Linked DNA regions of Ovis aries: region 1 is linked to region 2. Evidence: chromatin contacts called from public Hi-C data. All regions are on one chromosome and are shown on one strand. Each heading gives the region's core, a stretch centred on a gene start, on an enhancer-like site or on the middle of the called end of the contact. The rest is flanking DNA. Distances are from core to core; before and after follow the strand shown. Region 1 holds the start of SHTN1 (shootin 1). Region 2 holds the start of ENO4 (enolase 4).

The links. A called contact is a pair of places that touch in the nucleus more often than the background predicts.
Region 1: a Hi-C map of hypothalamus shows a contact between it and region 2, with 2.6 times the contacts expected there. The contact joins the promoter of SHTN1 here to the promoter of ENO4 in region 2. A contact is called at or near these places in 2 of 16 Hi-C or Micro-C datasets (hypothalamus and liver).

The regions. Positions count from the first base shown.
Region 1 is chr22:36,916,253-36,919,212 of ARS-UI_Ramb_v3.0, forward strand. SHTN1 (shootin 1) reads right to left here and starts at 1,429. Exons shown (of 15, transcript XM_015103436.3): 1 at 1,245-1,429. The coding sequence starts at 1,302.
Region 2 is chr22:36,772,814-36,775,930 of ARS-UI_Ramb_v3.0, forward strand. ENO4 (enolase 4) reads left to right here and starts at 1,422. Exons shown (of 12, transcript XM_060404740.1): 1 at 1,422-1,598. The coding sequence starts at 1,434. HSPA12A (heat shock protein family A (Hsp70) member 12A) reads right to left here and starts at 1,589. Exons shown (of 13, transcript XM_027960462.2): 1 at 1,433-1,589. The coding sequence starts at 1,435.

The sequences.
Region 1 (2,960 bases), core at 179-2,678, 140 kb after region 2:
CAGTTACTAAACAGTCATGATGAGATTTGTTTTCAGGAATGTGGACCCCAAAGGGATCCATATACCCTACAAACAGCTTGTTTGTGATCTCAGGGAGCAACAGGTCTTAGTACTGGACAGATCTCATGACATCATCTGGTTTAGCTCCTGCCTGTAGTCAAGTAAGCCTTGATTAACCATAAGATCTATAAAAGAGAAGTGACTCTCCCAAGTTCACAGAGTTGGTGAGTTGAGTCAAGAGAAGTGAAAAAGCTGGGACTAAACACCAGGATTCACCACAGAGCCGGGCCCCTTCCACGACCTGGTCGTGTCAGCAAGTTATTCAGAAAAAAAAAGTATGTTCCCACACATTTTTACTTCCTAAATCTGTATGGTTTCTCTCTTTCTTGACCTGCATTCTCAGGGACCTCTGGTCGGGACATAATCATTTTAAGCTGAAAAGGTGTTCGGTTCACATGGATCTTAATTTGGCTTTGTTCAGACGTGTGGCGAAGCGATGAAAACGACTGACTAAAACTGTTACTTCTTAGGATATTAAAACAGTTCTGCATCTAGTTACCCGGCAGTGTAGAAACGCAGGTTACAAGGCCTGGCTTTTCTGCGAACCAGAGCCAAGTCCTAAATCAAGAAGCCCTACACCATCAGGGTGCGGCCTCACTGTCGAATCCACTGCTAGAAATGGGAAGCGATAAAGCACACCGTGGCCTGCAAATCCCAGCTGCGGAAGGAAAGAGGAACTAGGCCAAACCAGAATGAAAAGCTGGAGAAAGGCTGTCAAACCGCGCGGCAGGCCTCCCAGCGCCAATGTGCAAGGGTGGGGCCGCGGCCACGGAGACACGCCAGCGGAGCTGCCCACACTGCGCCCTCTCCTCGACAACCAGCCCCACTCGCCTCTCCCGCGTGGCACTGGGGGGACCGTGGGGCCGTGTCCGCGCCGAACCCCCGTCCCTTTCCCTAAACCCCCATCTCCAGCTAAAGCCACCAACGGGGAAGCGCTTCCCGCACGGCCCGGCGCGACCCTCCAGGCACAGGCACATTAACCCTCTGCCCCGGGGCTCAAGCGCGGGGGGCGCGGCGGACGCCTCTCCCCGGGGTGACGGAGCTACTAGGGGTGACGGTGACGGTGGCGGTGGCGGCCGCGACCCCTCCCGCCCAGCTTCCACCCGCTCCGCACCCGGCGCCCCAGAGCCATCCCCGCCCACGGGCCGCGACCGCCAGCACCTGGCAGCTACGCGCCCGCCTACCTTGCTCCTTCAGGCTGGAGATGAGCTGCAGCTGCTTCTCCTCTTCCGAGCTGTTCATTTTGGCAGGTGGGGCCGGGAATAAAAGGAAAGGAGGGAGAAGAGAGGGGGTGCAGCAGGGGTGTAGGGGGTCGGGGGGAAGAAAAAAGCAAGATGCCGCTGGCGGGCGGCTTCGCTACCCGGAAGTTGGATTTGCTCCCGCTCCTCCTCCTCCTCCTCCTCCTCCTGCAGGCGCGGGGCGCGCGGGTGAGATCATCCCAGCGCACCTACTCCGCGGCCTCAGCGGCTTTACCTGCCGGCCGGCGGAGAGGCGGGGAGGGGGGCGGAGACAGGCCGGCAGCCGCGGGGGCAGCGGGGAAGGGTGGGGACGCCGGAGGCACCCTCGGTGACCACGGGACCGTCTACCGTGCTAGCCCGCGGCGGCCGCCGACGCGCTCGGCTTCCTCCGCCGCCCAGGCCGGCGCCGCAGGATGCGCGGGCGGGAGGGCGTGCGCGGGCCCTGCGTTGAGGTGGCGCTGGCTGGTTCCTGCACACCCCCACCCCCCCGCCGTCTCCGCCTGCACCCCCCTTCTCCGCCACCACCCTCCTTTTGGACCCTCACCCCCACCCCCGGCCAGGCGCGTGTTCTGGAGGAAGCCTGCCCTGGGTCTGCGGCGTCTATGAGAAGCCCACTTTGAATGCTGTCAAAGGCCTCTCCCCACGAACTGCTGATAATGCAGAGAGCGAGACGTAATGAGCTAATAAACACCCAGATTCTTCCCCAGTTCTTGCATAGTGGACCCTGGGGGTGGGGGCTCCGTGTAGACAAACCTAGGTTTCCTCCCTCTTCCCCTGGGAGCAGGCTCTGTGTTGTACATTTGGCATTTTGCAAAGCGTACAGATATTGAAACAGACCAGACGGGTAAGGTACACAGTGAGCCAGGGAGGGCGTGGTAAATTAGTTAACTGCTCCTGGCTCCTGGGCTGGCTTCCCCCACCTGCACTCGGTTTTAGAAATGGTCAAAACTGAGCCCTGCAGCCCGCAGATTGCCAGGCCCTGCAAATCATGTGGTCTGTAGTGGAAAGATCTCTTCAGGTTAGAGGCCACTGCAGTCCGAATGCCTAAGGCCACACAGCTGCCTGACATCAGAGGCTGGTGACGTTTGACTACCTTCTCCTCTGTTTGAACCCAGCTCTGGGTTCGAGCCTGACCAAAAGAGGGGTGGTAGGCCTGCCAGATTTCAAAATGGCTCTCCCCTACCCCCAGCAGCCAGTCCTTAGTCAAGTTTCCTGATCTCTTTGAACTTCATCTGAAAAAAAAAAAGGAAATAATACGAATATCCACTCTCCCGGAAGAGTTGTTAAGTGTTCAACAAGGAGAGGAAGATACACAAAGCGCCACATCCATAATTTGACATACACTAGGTGTTCTTTTAAAAAAAAAAAAAAAAAAGTTTACAGCTCTGTGAACAAAGTGTTGTGGATGCTAAAATGGGCACAGGCACTTTTACAGTAATAATTAAGTATACAAAGTAAATCCAAACTCAATTAGGCTCACTACACATCTTGAGTTCTTTCACTATCTCAAAGCTCTTCATATAGGTTCTACACCTGCACAGTGCTTCTGCTCATTCCTCACTTGCTATTTTATGTAAATACCCAACTCTGTTTACAGAATGGACCTCCATGATGGATGGTGGAGGAGTGCTAGAATACAGGTAAATACTGTAACTAGTATCT
Region 2 (3,117 bases), core at 172-2,671:
GAAGACAATTTTTTCACGGACTAGAGGTGGGGGGAAAGTTTTGGGGTGATTCAAGCACATTACATTTATTGTGCACTTTGTTTCAATTATTTCTATCTCAGCTCCACCCCAGATCATCAGGCATTAGATCCCAGACGTTGGGGACTCCTGCATTAGAGAACTGGAGAAAACACCCAGAGTTCAGAAGGAGATACACCTCTGGGTTCTTTAACAATATTTATAAAATCACTTTATTTTTATACAAATAACGACCTCTATTGCAAATAACTATCTTGTTTCAAAGTGTTTTCTCACTCACTTTCTCATTTTATTCTGACTTGTGAGTTAGAATAGTTAAGATTAGTTAGTAGTTAGTAGCAGAGTAGTTAAGATTGTTTTCCAGACGAGCAAAAGTGCAGGATGAATGTTTTGAATGGTCTGCTTAGGCCAGGTACAAGGACAGAGGGGAACAAGGACACCGGGTCCATCTCAGCCCTTATCTGCAACAGAAGAATCTAGAACAGAGGGCGCACACTAAGAAGCTGTATAAGTGCATGTGACACCTGGCAGGTGTAATGAAGCCAAGCAGGCAGTCTGGATTTAAAAGGGGCAGGACGCAGGCAGCCTTTGAAGAAGGTTCTGGAGAAGGAACGTGACCCAATGACAGTTCTCCATTCCTGCTTCTCCTCCTCAAGTCTTGCCTGTTAACACCTCCACCCTACGCCCGGTCCTTAAGGTACATCCCAAATTCGGGGGGGGGGGGCACTGTTCTTCCTTCTACGGTAAAATTTCACCTCACTAATCTCCCAGAGAAGGGCGAGTAGCCGGTTCTCTGCTGGACATCGCGGTATCCACAGCCAGCACACTGCTCGGCTCAGGGCAGGTAAACATCAGCCGAAGGAAGGAACTGCGGAGTCCTCTACAGCTTAGGGAAGGACACCCAGCGTTCTTACACCCTCCACAGGAGAGGGGGCCGGCACAGGCCGCCGCCCGGCCCGGAAGAGCTCCCTGATCGCGAGGAACGAGGGGGAAAGTGGGGAAGGCCTGATGGCCCGAGTCCCAGGGCCACCTGAGAACTGGCGCCACCCGGGGTTCGAGTCCCCAGCTGGAAGCGGAGGGGCTAACCCTCTCTCACGTCTCCGCAAAAAGCGCTTCGTGAGAGTGTTAACCGTTTTCCCATCTGAAAACCGTCAGGGAAACACGTCCTGGAAAACGACGCCAGGTCGGCGCTTGTCTCAAGAGTAAATAAGCCCAAAACCCGGGGGGGTCAAAACCTCAGGGATAGGGAAAGAGGAGGGCGCAAGAGCCATTCGCGTCTGCCGCAAGCGGGAAGAACCCAAGCCAGGAAGCCTCGCGAGATCTGAGGTCGGGATTCTCGCTGCGTTGCCTAGCGACAGGGAGGACGCTCGCGGGCCCCCAGGCTAACCCCCGCTTGTAGCCTTAAATCTCCTACCATGGGGGAAGAAGGCGGCGGCCGCAGCTGTGGGACCACTAGGGAGCTGCAGAAGCTGAAGCAGCAGGCGATGGAGTATTACCGCGAGAACGACGTTCCGCGCAGGCTGGAAGAGCTGCTCAACTCCACCTTCTACCTCCAGCCTGCCGACGTCTACGGGCACCTGGTAGGGACCTGGGACCAGAACCCTCTTCCCTCCAGCCTCTCTCCCCCCGCCCTGCGCTGCGGCAACGCGGGGCGCTTGCGCCGCAGAGTCGCGCACGCGCGCCGCCGCTGGGACCCGGCTGGGTTGACGCGGCGCCGGTACCCTGAAGGGAAGAAGCGGAGTGGAAACCTGGCTAAAGGAATCTCGAGGAAGAAAGTGGTGGACTGGAAACTGCTGGAGGAAGGAGGGCTCTGGGCGGATTTGTAGCTACGGCGCGACAGCTCAGGGGCTGGCAGGCATCCTCACTACCTCGGGGCGGACCTGTCCGGCTGCCAGTTTTCTCCTTTAATCACAGTCTTTTATACCTCATAGCTCAGTTTACCAACCTTCAGCGGCCTCCTTTTGACCACGGAGCGAACGCCGTTGGCTTTCGCTACAGCGTAGCCTTCAGCCCACCCTGGGGCCTCGTACCCAGCAGGCTCCCATCGCTTCCAAGTTTCGGTCGATTTCAAACCTCGGCTCCTTGAGTTGTGGGCCCCGCGTGCGCTCCGGGGATGCCGGTCTCACCTGACCAGCTCTCACCTAAACTTCAAATTCAGATCAAAGTCTTGCCCCCCTTCGCCCTGGACTGATCGTCCTGCAGCGGCCTTGTAGCATCCCCTATTTTGTGTTGAAACCCTCCTTAGGCAGCTTGTGAGCTCCTGTGGAGAGGGGTGGGGGCGGCGGGGCGGGGGTTCGTCTTTTCACATACCCCTTAGCTCCTCTGCTCAGCGCACCATCTGGTGCATATTTAGTTTTAAAGCCGTGGGCAGTTGAAACAAAGGCAGGCGTTTTCTCACTTCCAAACTCGTAAGTACTAACCAACACCCACCTTCTGAAAGGTATCAGGATTGGAACTGGTAGGGGTTCGCACTACAGTGAGGCAGAAAGACAACACCAAGCGGAGAATGTAAGTGCAGTGAAGAAGCAATGTGTCTACAGGGTTCAAAATCACATCTTGTCAGGGCAGTTAATATAGGGGATGTTCCACAAATATTTGTTTTTTTCGGTCTTGGCCAATACATCAAATGGGGGGGGGGTGTTATCGACGCACCTTGTGTTATGTGGTTACTGTGATATCACTTCATCCCTAGGACCACGGTGAAGTAAACCTTATGATTCCGTATTACAAATAAAGGAACCGTATCCCAGTGAATTTAGAATTGTTTCTCAAGGAACATTGTGAATGACAGAAATCAAACCAGGCCTGTGTCCCTAGTACCTAGCAGAGTGCATAGTGGACACTCACGATGAATAAGTGAATGCAGCGCCCAATTCCATTCTCTTTCCACAGTCTCTTGCCAGAGGAATTCTTGAAAGTTAACTAGTCCAACTTCCTCATTTTAGAAAGACCCCAAGCTCTTGTCTCACAATTAATGCAGAAGTTAAAACTGGAAACTTGGACTCTTGCCCCTAGTGTAATGCTCTTCCCAGTCTATTAGGCAACTAGGACTTTGGTTTATACAGCTCTTTGGGAACTTATACCTCAATTAGGGACAAG